Linked DNA regions of Gossypium hirsutum: region 1 is linked to region 2. The links are chromatin contacts, called in public Hi-C maps. All regions are on one chromosome and are shown on one strand. Each heading gives the region's core, a stretch centred on a gene start, on an enhancer-like site or on the middle of the called end of the contact. The rest is flanking DNA. Distances are from core to core; before and after follow the strand shown.

Region 1 (6,614 bases), core at 321-2,820, 200 kb before region 2:
CATTACGTAAAATATATGTACAAAACGTGTTAGAATAATAAAAATATATATTCCAAAATACATGAACAGAGCCAAGAATTATTATATACATGCAAATACATTAACTTTTTTATAACAATATGTATATGTATAATAACATAAAAGAAATAAATATTTAAAGAGTGCGAAATACGGTCATAATATTAAAACAAAAACGAATCTACAAGAATGAAGAAGCAATTATCAAGATTAATTAAAATGCACAAATAAAATAAAATAAAAAGAGGTATAAGATGAAAGGACTCGATTAAAATTAAAGTAAAATACATGGGGTAATTAAAAAATAAAATAGTAATGATAAAAGGACGAACATCCAACGTGCAAAAACATCTAGGGACTAAAACTGGTAATATACGGAAAAAAACAGCCTGGGAACTAAGTTTCTTGGGTTTCTATTTAGCAGCCGAATCACCATTATTTTGGTGACCATCTGCATGCAAAAAGCACCCGTTTTCCCCGTTGAAGACACTTGAACAAGTTTTAAAAGGGTTTAGTAAGTATCTTTCTCCTCTCCTTCTTTGTTTGAATGAAATGCTCGAATCTCACGTTATTATTTTTTTAAAAAAAAATGGAAACAGATTTGTAAAGTAAATACTGCTACTTGACCTCTCGCCATTATATCCGCATAGCAGAAATATTTATGGCTTTCATCGGTTTTTAGTTGTATGCATTAACAATGAGTAAACTAAGAAGAAAATAAAAAAATCGGAAAGAAAAGTATGAAATCACCTCTGCTCTTTGCATTCAATATGTGTATCCTCCTCTTTTACAACTGATTCGCAGCTTCGCTTTTATAGCCGAAGAGAAAAAAGAAAAAGGAAAAATAAATTCCAAATACAATTTTCGTTCCCTTCTATTTGCTGTTCTGCCATTTTTGTTTGTATTTGCTGCTGTGTTTGTCCTTCTTGCAGGTACGGGATGCGTTGGCATCGTACGGAGACTGTGCTGGCGTACGAGGGCTATTGACGTGGTTGCTGGAGGCGTTGTACGGTGCCTGGAGGTTGCGGGGGCTGCTATGGCACAAGTGGAAAGCTGCTAGGGTTTCTCGATTTAGACATTGGGCTTATTGGGCCTATTTTTGGGTCATGGTTAATGGGCCATTATATTTGGTTTAGGTTTTAAATTTGGGTCATGTAATTTGGACTGTGGAATATTGTAATAATTTGGACTGTAATGGGGCATTAAATTTTTATTTGGGTTTTACACTTATTGTTGTTTTTTGGTTTATTTATTTGGTATCTATTTGGGTCGGGCAAATTTGGCCCACTACAGTTATCACACAATGTCATGAGGTGAATGATCCCTAATAAATCCATTTTTTATTTCCCATATATTTTTATTGGCCAAATTACTTGACCATTCTTCAATATATTTTTACATTAATTTCATAAATATTCATATTTTTATATTACTGATCAAAAGGCTCTTAAGAACATAATTGATTAAACCATTCAGACTCTAGAACAACACTACCTTTATAAATTGGTGGGGTATGTTGTTGAAGTACTTTACCGTCCTTGAAAGCAAAATTCAATAGTGGATGTTTTGTCTCGTGTCTCCATTGGTTGTTTTCTTACGCTTTTAGTGCTAACTTATAGTCACCTTGATGAGTTTCGACAATTAAACAAGTCTAATTGTTGAAAAAGCATTACACTATTAAAAAAAAACTCATATTCAAATCCACAAGATAACATTATTAAAAAAGATATCCTCAAATTCCAAAAAATAAATTTCCATGAATCATAAAATAAACATTAATGATATTTTAATCCCTAAATAAACTTTTTTGCCCCATAACTTGATCGTTTAGGGAGATTTTTTTTGTTTGTTTGACTTTCATGGATAGTGATAATTTACCCAAAAGAACAGTGAGGTGTTTAACCTTGAATGGGATAATTTCAGTTGCTTTTTTCGATTAACAAATGGGTGGTGATAATGGGCGGTTGTCTGGTAGAGAAGGGTCTTTATCAACTTACTGTTCATGTAGTCTTGTATCTCAAGTGCCTCAAAATTGGGGGTACTGTGTAATAAGTCAATTCTCTACACTAACATATTGTCGAAGAATATAGAATAATTAGTACTGTTGTATGTGGAGCATTGGCCAGCAAATTAAGGGAGCTATCCCCAATTATTGTGTCACTGCCCTAAACTCGCATTTTGAGGAAAAGAATTCAGGATTATATTTTAGTTAATTCGAAGCATGTTAAGTATATATCAAACTTACAATCAGTTTTTGGGGTGGAAAGAGATATAATCTTAACAAATCGTTTAAAGCCTCTGCTTTGCACTTTAGGTTTAGAAAGTTGATGTACAATACCTTAGATTATAGATTCTCGACTTTAACGTGCATATATATATATATATATATACACGTAAATTTGAATAAATTGAATTTCTATAATTATTTTATATTTTGACGATTTAGCATAACTTTTGGAAAGTAGAATAGAAACATAGTTTTGAAAAAAGAGGTTAAGATTATTTTTTGAAAAAAAAGAGATTTAAGATTTCAAATCTTTAGTATTGTGTTAAAAAAGTGTAGTAAAAATTTATATAGTTCATTTTCAATAAGGTGTTGTAGTAAAAGAATAAGTTAATTTAAATGATATTTAAATTTATTAATATTATGTATATGAAATATAAATTTTAAATAATTTTAAGTAATTAATATAAATTATTTATAAATTTAAGTAAAATATATAAATTGTATTTTAAATATTAAAATTAATATAAAAATAATCTTATAAATTAATAAAAAACAATTATAAGTTATTGAATAACTGTGTCAAATGCAAAGTAACTTTCTTTCTCCTGCTTTATTAATAACAATAATATTATTGTTATTATTATTACCAACATGACATTTTAGTATTATTTTAATATAAACAAATATTTAACTAGATGACAATAAAATATAAGAATGATTTATGATAGTCCATTAATATTTATGAAATACACATTTTAAATTCTTAAATTGGTACAAACTATTTGTAAAATTTATTTTGAATATATGAATTATATTTACAATTTATAATTTATATAAATTAGAGATATAATTATAATTTGGCACCCAATTGGCTTTTGAAAGTCAAAATTTAGAATTTTTAATTTTTTTATTTGACTTGAAAAATTAGTTTGAAAAGCTAAATTGATTTAAAAAGTTAAACTGTTTAACATTGGTTAGGACTCAAAAAGCTACTTATTTTAAAAAAAGTTATTTAAGAAGAAATTTTAAATAAAGTCTTATACTACATATAATTAAATAATATAGTGAAAGAGTTTTTATACATCATTTAATGAAATAATATCTATTTACATTATTATTGAATATTTTAAAGATATATGTAAATGAATAAATAAAGGGAAAATAATTGGTACATCGATTGAGTTTTTAAATCCCCAAAAATAGGGTTAAGATCATGATAAGTATCCAACAAATGATAAAATTTTTAAAAATAAATATATGAAAAATAGAATCCTGATAATTTTTTAACTCTTATTGTAAAGTTAAAAGAATCTAATGCAAATGCATTAAATACTCAGTCATCAATAAAAGATACAAGGCATAAAGAAATCTCAAGTTCACAAGAGCTCAACACTAAGCATGATTAGTTGTTAACAAGGGAGCAAGCACTTGGAACAAGAAGCAACTACTAACGATTGATAGACTTGTCAGAAAGGAGCATGAGAAACCAAAATCCCAGAGCTTACAAATTGATAATTAGGCAGACTAGGATGTCAACGTTACCAATTGGCCCACCAATGAAGGTGCATCAAGCAACCCTTAAAAAATTCAAAGATTAAGTATGGATATCTCTGGAACTAACTTATCACTTTACGTTTTCATCTCTTTTACATGCTTAAGCTCTTGTTTCTTGATTTCTCTTATAACATTCTTTGCAATTTTTAGCATTGGAGAACATCTTAAAATGCAAATTTCAATTCTCCTTTAACTTAAATTTATTTAAGATTAATGTAGACTCTCCAAACCCAACATACATTCTTCGAAGAATACCTTCAAACTGAATCCATCGTAAAAAGAGCATAAACAAACACATACTCCAAATTTTCTCATATAAAAGTTTAAATGATAATATAAAGATATTGTAGGAATAGAGTAATTATTCAGTCTACTGAAGAAAACAATTCTACTGTTGTTTACTCAACTTTTGTGAACTAATTTTTTTAACGAAAAAATCATGAAATTATTTTGGGATCATATAATTTGAGAAAAATAATAATAAACATCTATTGTAAGCGATGAAAGATAAGCTCCATCAACACAATAAAAGTTTTATTCTCAACATCAATAGAATATTATGACATGTTGGCAATTGGTTTTATCATAACTCAAGCACGATATATCTAAAATGATTGCAAGCACTTAATACAATAAGAAGATCATCTCTGGATGGTCCAAGTGACAAGCAAAAATCAGCAAAAGAGCCAAGCATTTACCAAACTAGGGAGAACGACGACAAAACTATTCCTAAAATCACTTACAAAAGCAAAACTAAAAAACATGATATAAGAGTAAATAAAAACATCCAAAAGCGGAAATTTATTAAATAATGAAAAATAAAAAAAAAAATATATAACTTAATACAACACATGTCTAAACTAACTCATGAAATCATTTATTATTTTGAAATGCTCTCAAAATAAAAACAGATTAAGAAGCCGATGAAGAAGCCACCCACTTTTCAAGAGAAACAGCTGGTGACTGGTAGAGTATTTTTAACAACGAAAAATACTGTCATTTGTCTATCACAACTTATAAAGATAACAAATAGATCTATAAAATAGATTTACAAATTAAAAAGAGAAAAAATACATTGAATAAATGAAAAAAATTAATAAAAGGGAAAAGAACGCGAGCGATATCCATCCTAAAACTAGCACAGAGGGAGATGTAGTGAACCATAAGTTTAAGCAAAAATGTTGGAAGGCATGTATCGGAAAAATTACAAATATATTATTGTAGAATATATTATATTATGTATCAGAAAGGGAAAAGAAAGAAAGAAAAGTTTCCCAATTAAAAAGCAACTTGGATTCTAGCTGGACTCAAGTTCTAGAGCTAGGCACTTGTGGTGTTAACTGGTGACATTAATTAAACATCTTCAAAGGCTTTTCAGTATTATCATTACTCTAAAAAATCACTGTTTAATTCAAAACTTATAGGTTCATAATCATGTTTGTGGAGGACATTACAAAAACAAAAAATAATAAATTATATAGGAATTGATAAAATATACATAAAGTGACAGTACCTTGTTAAATGTGTAGATGGCCTACAAACAAAGACCATTATAAGGAATACTTCCTTAATGGGAAATATACTGAAAAATGGGATTGAAGAAAAATCATGATTGGTTGGTTTGACAATTTTTTTTTTCTTTTATGAAGCAACAGGTTTTATTTATCTAATTATTTATTTGTTTCAATCTTAAGCCAAAATAAATAATAATAATGATAATAATGATAAAGAACCAATCAAATGGGTGACTTGGATTGTGGTCACAAATGAGTTTGTCGGCTCACATTTTAGGGCTTGGATTGGAAAAGTTATAAGGACCAAAACATTTTGATTATGGCCTAGCATGTAGGAGAGGATAACCATTAATCTAAAGTTGAAAATAGAAAATAACTAGATGGACAAAAAGGGAAGAAAAGGAAAATTGATAAAAAGAAATTGGATTTAATTCGATTTATGTATGTATTTGAGGTTAAAATTATTATATTTAACTCTTAATCATGGACTGTGATCTTGTATTGAGAATAAATAGGTGCGAAGCTGAAGCTTTATTTGATAATTTGTTGAAATAATTAAATTAATTAAAACATATTTTTAGTGATTTATTATTTTAAATAAATTTGATAATTCAAACTAAAATCATGAATTTTTATATAAAAAATTATGGAAAAGTAACCACTTATCATTTAGGGGTTTTTGGTTGGTCAATTGTAAAATTATGACCCGTAATTTACATTCCGGAATGAGATTACGATATTTGAATTGTCAACATTCTGGTCATCCTGTATTCTCACTGTTGCAAAATAATGTCAAGATACTGTAATATAGGATAGATAAAATACCCTTTTATTTTATTATATCAACCAATATAATTTTAATAGTTAAAAGAGAAGTGGTTTATTTAATTTTGTCCTTTGTTTGTTGATACGAGCACATTTTCCCACCCAACATTTTCAAAGACTAAAGGTAGGGTGCGCTCTCCGTTTTTCCAATCCCATTTTTACAGTTAAAAAAGTAATTAAACAAATGAAAAAGAATCATCCATATTTTCAAGAATTACACTAGCAATGTGTAACATTCCTCACCCATCCCAACATTCGGTGCAAATGAAAGATGCTACAAGGGTTAATCCACTTTAAAACTTCTCACATTCATTACCAAATTCCAGTATAATTAAAAAAATATGATAAACATAGTTCAAATTCTCATTTTTATGCATTTCATGAATCATGTTTCGTTTAGTTAGATTGATCTACAAGTTTATTCTCCATTTCCTTAATCTCATATGACTTTAAGATTCAACATTGATTTATAACTA
Region 2 (6,452 bases), core at 3,543-6,042:
TTTGATCTCATAAAGCATCTTACACCTTAATGACAAATAAGATGATGTTTTATTGTACATAGTCTCACTCAAACACTGAAACATCTCCATTCCAACTGCATGAAGCAATTACATTAGACAAGATAGGGTGGAAAGCGATGTCTACACAAGCTTCCTCGTATGCCTTGATCTTCTTGACAAGCACCGACGATCGGGAGTTATACAAGTATATAGAACCATCTGAGGAACCAGAGGCAAGCTTCTCCCCATCCAAGCTGAAATTGCACTTAATTGGAAATCCAGACACTCCATGGCTTTCATACCTTTTATACTTGTCTAGCTTGAAGGGAGGTTTTGAAGAGAAAATGTATAATTCCCATTTGATTGGGCCACAAAATAGGGATCGAATGGATGGTACCTAACACAAGGACAAGTGTAGGCTTCTGCATAAACCTGGAACAATTACCAAAATTGATTAGGTCATAAACAATGAACAAAGTTGTCACCTTACATGTATTCATTAAACATTCTATATGCAACAAATCTAGCTTACCAGTATTCTAGAAGTTCAACAATGTTACCGTTTTCACCAAGACAACAAAAATAGCATCTTAGCTGACTAAGCCACATTTGGTGTTAAACTTCATCCTAATATCCTATCAAGGTTGTCTTGAATTGCAATATCCATACGAAAAGGATCAACTGAAAAGATATGATTGGGACATATCCATATCAAAGGGCTAAAGAGAGACATTTGTTACATCCCCTTCTATATTTGAAAGGGAAATAGAAGTGACAAGAGTTATTGAAGTACATGACTTTAGTCCAAGGGAACATCAATCTTACACAGGAAAATAGTATTCTGAAATAGCTGATTGATTATGCATCTTTTCGTTTCCATACAAAAAAGAAACACTTTTGTGCATGCATGTGTGCTTTAATGACACGACTCATATCAAACTCCAAAGTCATGCAAATTGGACCCGACTTAAGTGGATGTAACATAAGAGGCAGTATTCAAATAACTCTCTCAAGAATTGTCAACTTGAACAGAAAAGATAGGTGCCAAGTCTACAAACAAACTAATGGCTCATTTATAAACCTCTGTAGCATAGAGGCACCAAGATAAAGTTTGGCCTAAATTTCCTACACAGATAAGCCATGGAATTCTTTCTTTTTACTCGATTTAGATGTGTACCAAACCCCAAATTATAGTCCTGACTAAGGACGCTTTTGTGATTTCTGCCAAGAAATTATTAACACAGAATGTTCAAATCAAAGCATTATGACCTATGAAGCTAACCTACAAGGGGTATATAGGTTACAGCAAAGCATAGCAGATACAATGGCTATTAGCTAGCCCACCTTGACTGAGTCAGCAAGAACTTTTACTGTTCTCCTCGAAGCATTGATCAATAACAGAAACAATGCAATTTGAGGCATGAAAGCAAGGGAATGGGTTAAAGGAATTATGTAATACAAATATAGATTCAAACAATAATTCCTAAAAATATGATTCAATTACTTGACCACACAGTAACAGTGAAGATTTATCCTCACTTGTTCTAGTAATACTTCAAAAGATTGTAAACAATTTTGCACTTACAGCTTATTAAGGTTCAAAAACATTATTATTTTACAATTACATAATGGTAGAGACTTATGTCATGACTCAACACTTGCTACATACAGTTTTAATTCGACACAAAAAATAAAAATCAATTGTGAGAAGAAACAAAGGTTTAATACGGAAATTTTGTGTTTCAATTCCTTGCAAGTAATCTATTCAACTATCTAGTCATTTTAATTTGTAATTTTCTTTATCACCGTGATAGGAGGCCATGCTCAGGAAGAAGTATAGCAAAAGGTAATATATTTAGGTTGGAAGATAGCCATAAACTAACTTTATGACAGAACAAAAGAAAAAGAGGAGGCAATATGAGGTGGAAATAGCTCTACCATAAAAATCTCAGCGATGGAGACTAAATGATGTAGAAATATGTCTCTAACCTCATTAGACAGTGGAACCTGTCTAGAGATGTCCCAGACAATAATGGAATTTTCACTGATGTTACTCCCGGAAACATCACTGGAAGATACAAATTGCTTCCCATCAGTGGAGAATTCAACATCAAGAATTGGACCCAGACCTCGAATGTATTCATGGACCACCTTGCCAGTTCTAACATCCCACAATCTGAGTCTGCCCTTCGACCCCCCAGAAAGGAATAGGTTTGAGTCATCTGGATGGAATTTTATAACTCCAACAACTTGATCATCTCTAAAAATCAGAGATTCAAGACCCTTTTCAACATCAATCAACCTTGATGAACAGTCATATCCACAAGAAAGTACAAATGGTCCCTGCTGTGACCATTTAACATCTTTCACAGCTGCATTATGAAAGCTAAACACACGAGCTTTTTTCTGACCTCTGCTCCATACATTCCATATGCAGATTGTTTGATCCATCCCCGCAGAAGCAAGTAGATGAACTGTAAACTAGATCATAAACAGTTAAAATGGCACTCAGAAGACCGGACCAATAAATATAATGCACTAAAACAACAAAGGTAAAAAGTCGATGGTTTTAGAAAAACAATAGCACACCATGAGTCGGTGACCAATGAACAGCATTAACAGCTTTTGCATGCCCATGCAGAGCTACAGAAAGCTTTCCAGGAATTTGACTTAGCTGTGTACGGCCCTTTGGTTTATGCCGCATCAATGAAAGAACATCATGTGGTAGATCCAGTTCTGAAATGCTTCCAAGAACTGAGAACAAGAGATTTACTGTATCAGCAGGAAAAATGACACAAGTTCTTATGATTATAGTAAAAGTTAATCTTGACACAAGTGAACAGCTTATGAGTACAACGACGTAGCATAAACCTTATTGTTATTAACACTACTCAATAAAAGTATCATAAATAATAAGGAACAAACAAGATTCACGAATACATTTGTTATGGTGAATACTTTTATGAACGGGTGAGACTTCGTTCTACAAATAGAGGAAACATCCAATTTTTAACAATAAGCTTGTCAAATATTTGGACAGATTCTGTCAACAATCGGGCTTATACATTTATTCGATCTGGCCCTTTGATTAGACGCAAAAAACACTGAAGGATACAGATTTGACTGGTATAACCATCAGACAGGAGCACATCATCAGAACAAACCATGTTAAAATTTTCTTTCTATCATTTGAGGGCTCATATCCATTTGCTTTTTGCTTCCCTGACCCTGTTTGAAGTTCCAACCCAATAATTGTGTACACAAAGGAAACACAAGCAATTCTAAAACAAGCTGTAGAGTACATGAGTAAGATATTATCATATTAATGCCAAAAAAAAGAGTTAGTCAAATTTTGCCATTAGTCCCGTGTACTAAACTGCAAATTTAGTCACTATACTCTAATTTGATCATTTTTAGTCCTTGTACTTTTCGAATTTTGAAACTGTAGCCCTTGTACTTTTCAAATTTTGAAATTTCAACTTTAGTCACTATGTTAAATTTTGTTGTTTCCGAAATTTTATGCAATAAACAATTATCACACGGAAATTCAATGTCAACTTACTATTTCCATATAATAGTCACAAAAATGCCACCTCATTTTAGTCAATGAATTTAACGACTACAAGTAGCCTGAGTCATGACTTAAAATTTCAAAATCCCAAAAAAATGGTTTCTAGAAATGATTGACTCAAAGCACAAAAACTAAATCACAAAAACTAAATCACAACTAACGCATGTAGAATTTGACCTAACGAATTTAATTGTTACCGATTATGCCAGAAAAAAATACTATAAAAATGACTAAATCCACAACTTAGCAGAATCTGAACAAAAGACTTCAATACACAATGTAGAGGAAAGAAAATGGGCTCAGTGAAATAGGCAACAGTAAAAAAAATGGCACTAATCTTTGAATGAGATAAGATCATTGAACTATACAAGGAATATTAAATACTCAAATAGAGTGCAAGGCAATTGAGTCTCGGCTCCAGCCGCCTCCTTGCCAAAAGGTAGTATCAACAACAACAACAAAAAAAAATTTACATGAACATTTTCTTCCTACCGAGTCACCAATTCAATCCAAAATTTCTCTACTCAATTGAAAACACAAATTAAATTAAGTTTCTAATTTTAAACATTGATTATCTCATCAATGACAAGACTACCCATTTCCTCTTTTCACTTGGTTTTCAAAAAAATAATAATCAAAAACTGCAACTTTAAACCAAAAAAAAAAAGCCGCTAAAATTGGGGAAATAAAAGAAAAAGGCAAAAGCAACAAGTACCTGATTGATTGATGACATGATGATCCCGGTGAATCGGGTTCGGTTCATGAGCCTGGGAAACCGCACCAGCAAGTGCTCGTTCCCTTTTCGATATGTACCTGCCGGGAAGCGGAGCTTCTTCTCTCTTTTGAAGATCCAATGTGGGAAATAGGTATTCGGGTTTGGGCCGTTTGGAAGGGCGGAAAGGGAGGTGGTGATGGTTTACAGGTTTGGGTTCAGGGTCGGGTTCGGGTTCGGGTTCATCGTCTGAAGTGTTGGAGTAGGCTTTGAAAAGAAGATCCATGGCTGAACGGAAAAGCTATTTTTCTTTTTCGGCCGCCTTTTTCAGTTTTTTTCTCCGAAAGGGCAAATTGGGTGTTGCAAAATGGCCATATAATTTGTATGCCATTAATCAAAGCCCATTGTATAGGAAAAATGGGGCTATTATTTAACCACTACAGGCCCATGATCTTAAAAATATGGACCCAAGTGCCTACAAAATTCATAAATACAACCATTCTTGGGGCCTAAAATGGACCTAAGGGTGGTGAACCATGCCCATGGCTTTGACAAATGGGGTTTTTATTTAACCATTATAAGCCACTGCCCCAATGAAAGATGCTTTATAACATTCATAAATGGGCTTATATTTGTAACCATTGCTACAAGAGCCATTTCTTTATTTTTTTATATTTGAATGTAAAGGTGATAAATTAATATATTTGGTAATATTTAGTTAATCGCATAACTTATTTTTAACAAAGAGAAAGAAAATATTTTTCCTATTTTGAAGAGGTTTTATTCATTTTTCTAATTTCAAATCTAAAATTGTATTAACTATTGTTTATTTTATGTCTAGTTATTGTAAGGGTTAATATTTGATACACTTGGAGTATATTTTTTTTATTCTACAAGTAATTTTAAAAATTACCATGTCTCTTTTTTTTTAATATTTTGTAATACTTCTATATGACACTTTTTACCCTCTTAACCCTGTAAAATCTAAAAATTATACCAAAAATTATATAAAACTTGTTATATGTGTTACCAGAAGAAATATAAATATTTTATTTTTGGATATTATATAAAACTTGCAGCCTATTATTTAATATTGGTTAAATTTTTTTATATAAATTAAAATTGAGTAATATATATTAATGTGCTAGTGAAGTGGAGAAAAACCAAAGATACTCCCCTCTTTAAGGTTTTTCCTTTACTAAATATACTTTTTTTTTAATAAAAATACTTGTTACAAATCATAATAAGATATAAAGGGTATTTTGAAATTTCAAAATTGGGGTGATGTTGTTACGACACTCTTTTTTTTTCTTTTTTTTAAAATATATATAGGTTGTACTATTGTAATAAAATATGGATCTGAACAGAAAAACTGGTGATGGGCCCTAAACAGCAATAATGACTATAAGAGAATAAAGGGATGTAGGAAGTAGGTCCGACCAATCCTTCCTCTTCATATTTCCATCATCAACCCCTTCAAAAATATATTTTAAAAAAATTAAATAAATTGGACCTTACTTTTCCAGGCACCCCCCAGGGTCCTACTCTTCAAAATCATAAACAACTTTAATCAAAATTTTATTTTCAGACTAATTATATACTAACCCTTTTCTTTTATGTATATAAAGAATAAAGAATAAAGAATAAAACTTTATAACTATTGCTATTATTGATGCAAAAATGAGGTCATGCTGTCAAGTCTTTGGCCTAGAAATTGAACCATGTGCCCTAACCCCCACACACTCAAACCTTCTAGGACTGTATATTCTTCTTAACAATTTTTTGCAGCAGCTGACAGCCAAATTATGGTACTTCATAGGAGTTTTGATAAGATATATCATATTTTGTCTTCCAATGGGAAAAAGGGTTATCAATAGTGGTTTAGAAGAGACAAGTCCTAATTATTCAATCAAATGCTCATTCCAATTACATGTTAAAAATAAGAAGCGGTTTCAGGTGGGGCTAAAGTCTGACTCATGCATTTTATTAATATGACTGACTCGAAATATTAGTTTTAAATTTTATTTAAATTTATTAATATTTATAGAAAAAACTAACTAAAATCAGTTTAGATGCATCAATATTTAAAAAAAAATATATAATGACGTTTAATTATATATGTTTTAATAACATTATATATATTTCTTTTATTAATTTTCTAAACATTAA

What was found. Hi-C and Micro-C count contacts between places; a contact is called where the count stands out from the background.
Region 1: a contact with region 2 is called in a Hi-C map of leaf, with 3 times the contacts expected there. The contact joins two enhancer-like sites. A contact is called at or near these places in 2 of 34 Hi-C or Micro-C datasets (both in leaf).

What each region holds. Positions count from the first base shown.
Region 1 is chrA01:9,915,402-9,922,015 of Gossypium_hirsutum_v2.1, reverse strand. No RefSeq gene overlaps it. Among protein-coding and RNA genes, the nearest start is that of LOC107916991, 14 kb to the left of the region's middle. Within about 2 kb of position 1,570, at least 7 of the 9 cell types and tissues checked have an H3K27ac peak or open chromatin away from gene starts, as enhancers often do. A contact at or near this core is called in leaf, where this site is marked.
Region 2 is chrA01:9,714,356-9,720,807 of Gossypium_hirsutum_v2.1, reverse strand. It overlaps the pseudogene LOC107918225. Among protein-coding and RNA genes, the nearest start is that of LOC121208054, 19 kb to the left of the region's middle. Within about 2 kb of position 4,792, at least 8 of the 9 cell types and tissues checked have an H3K27ac peak or open chromatin away from gene starts, as enhancers often do. A contact at or near this core is called in leaf, where this site is marked.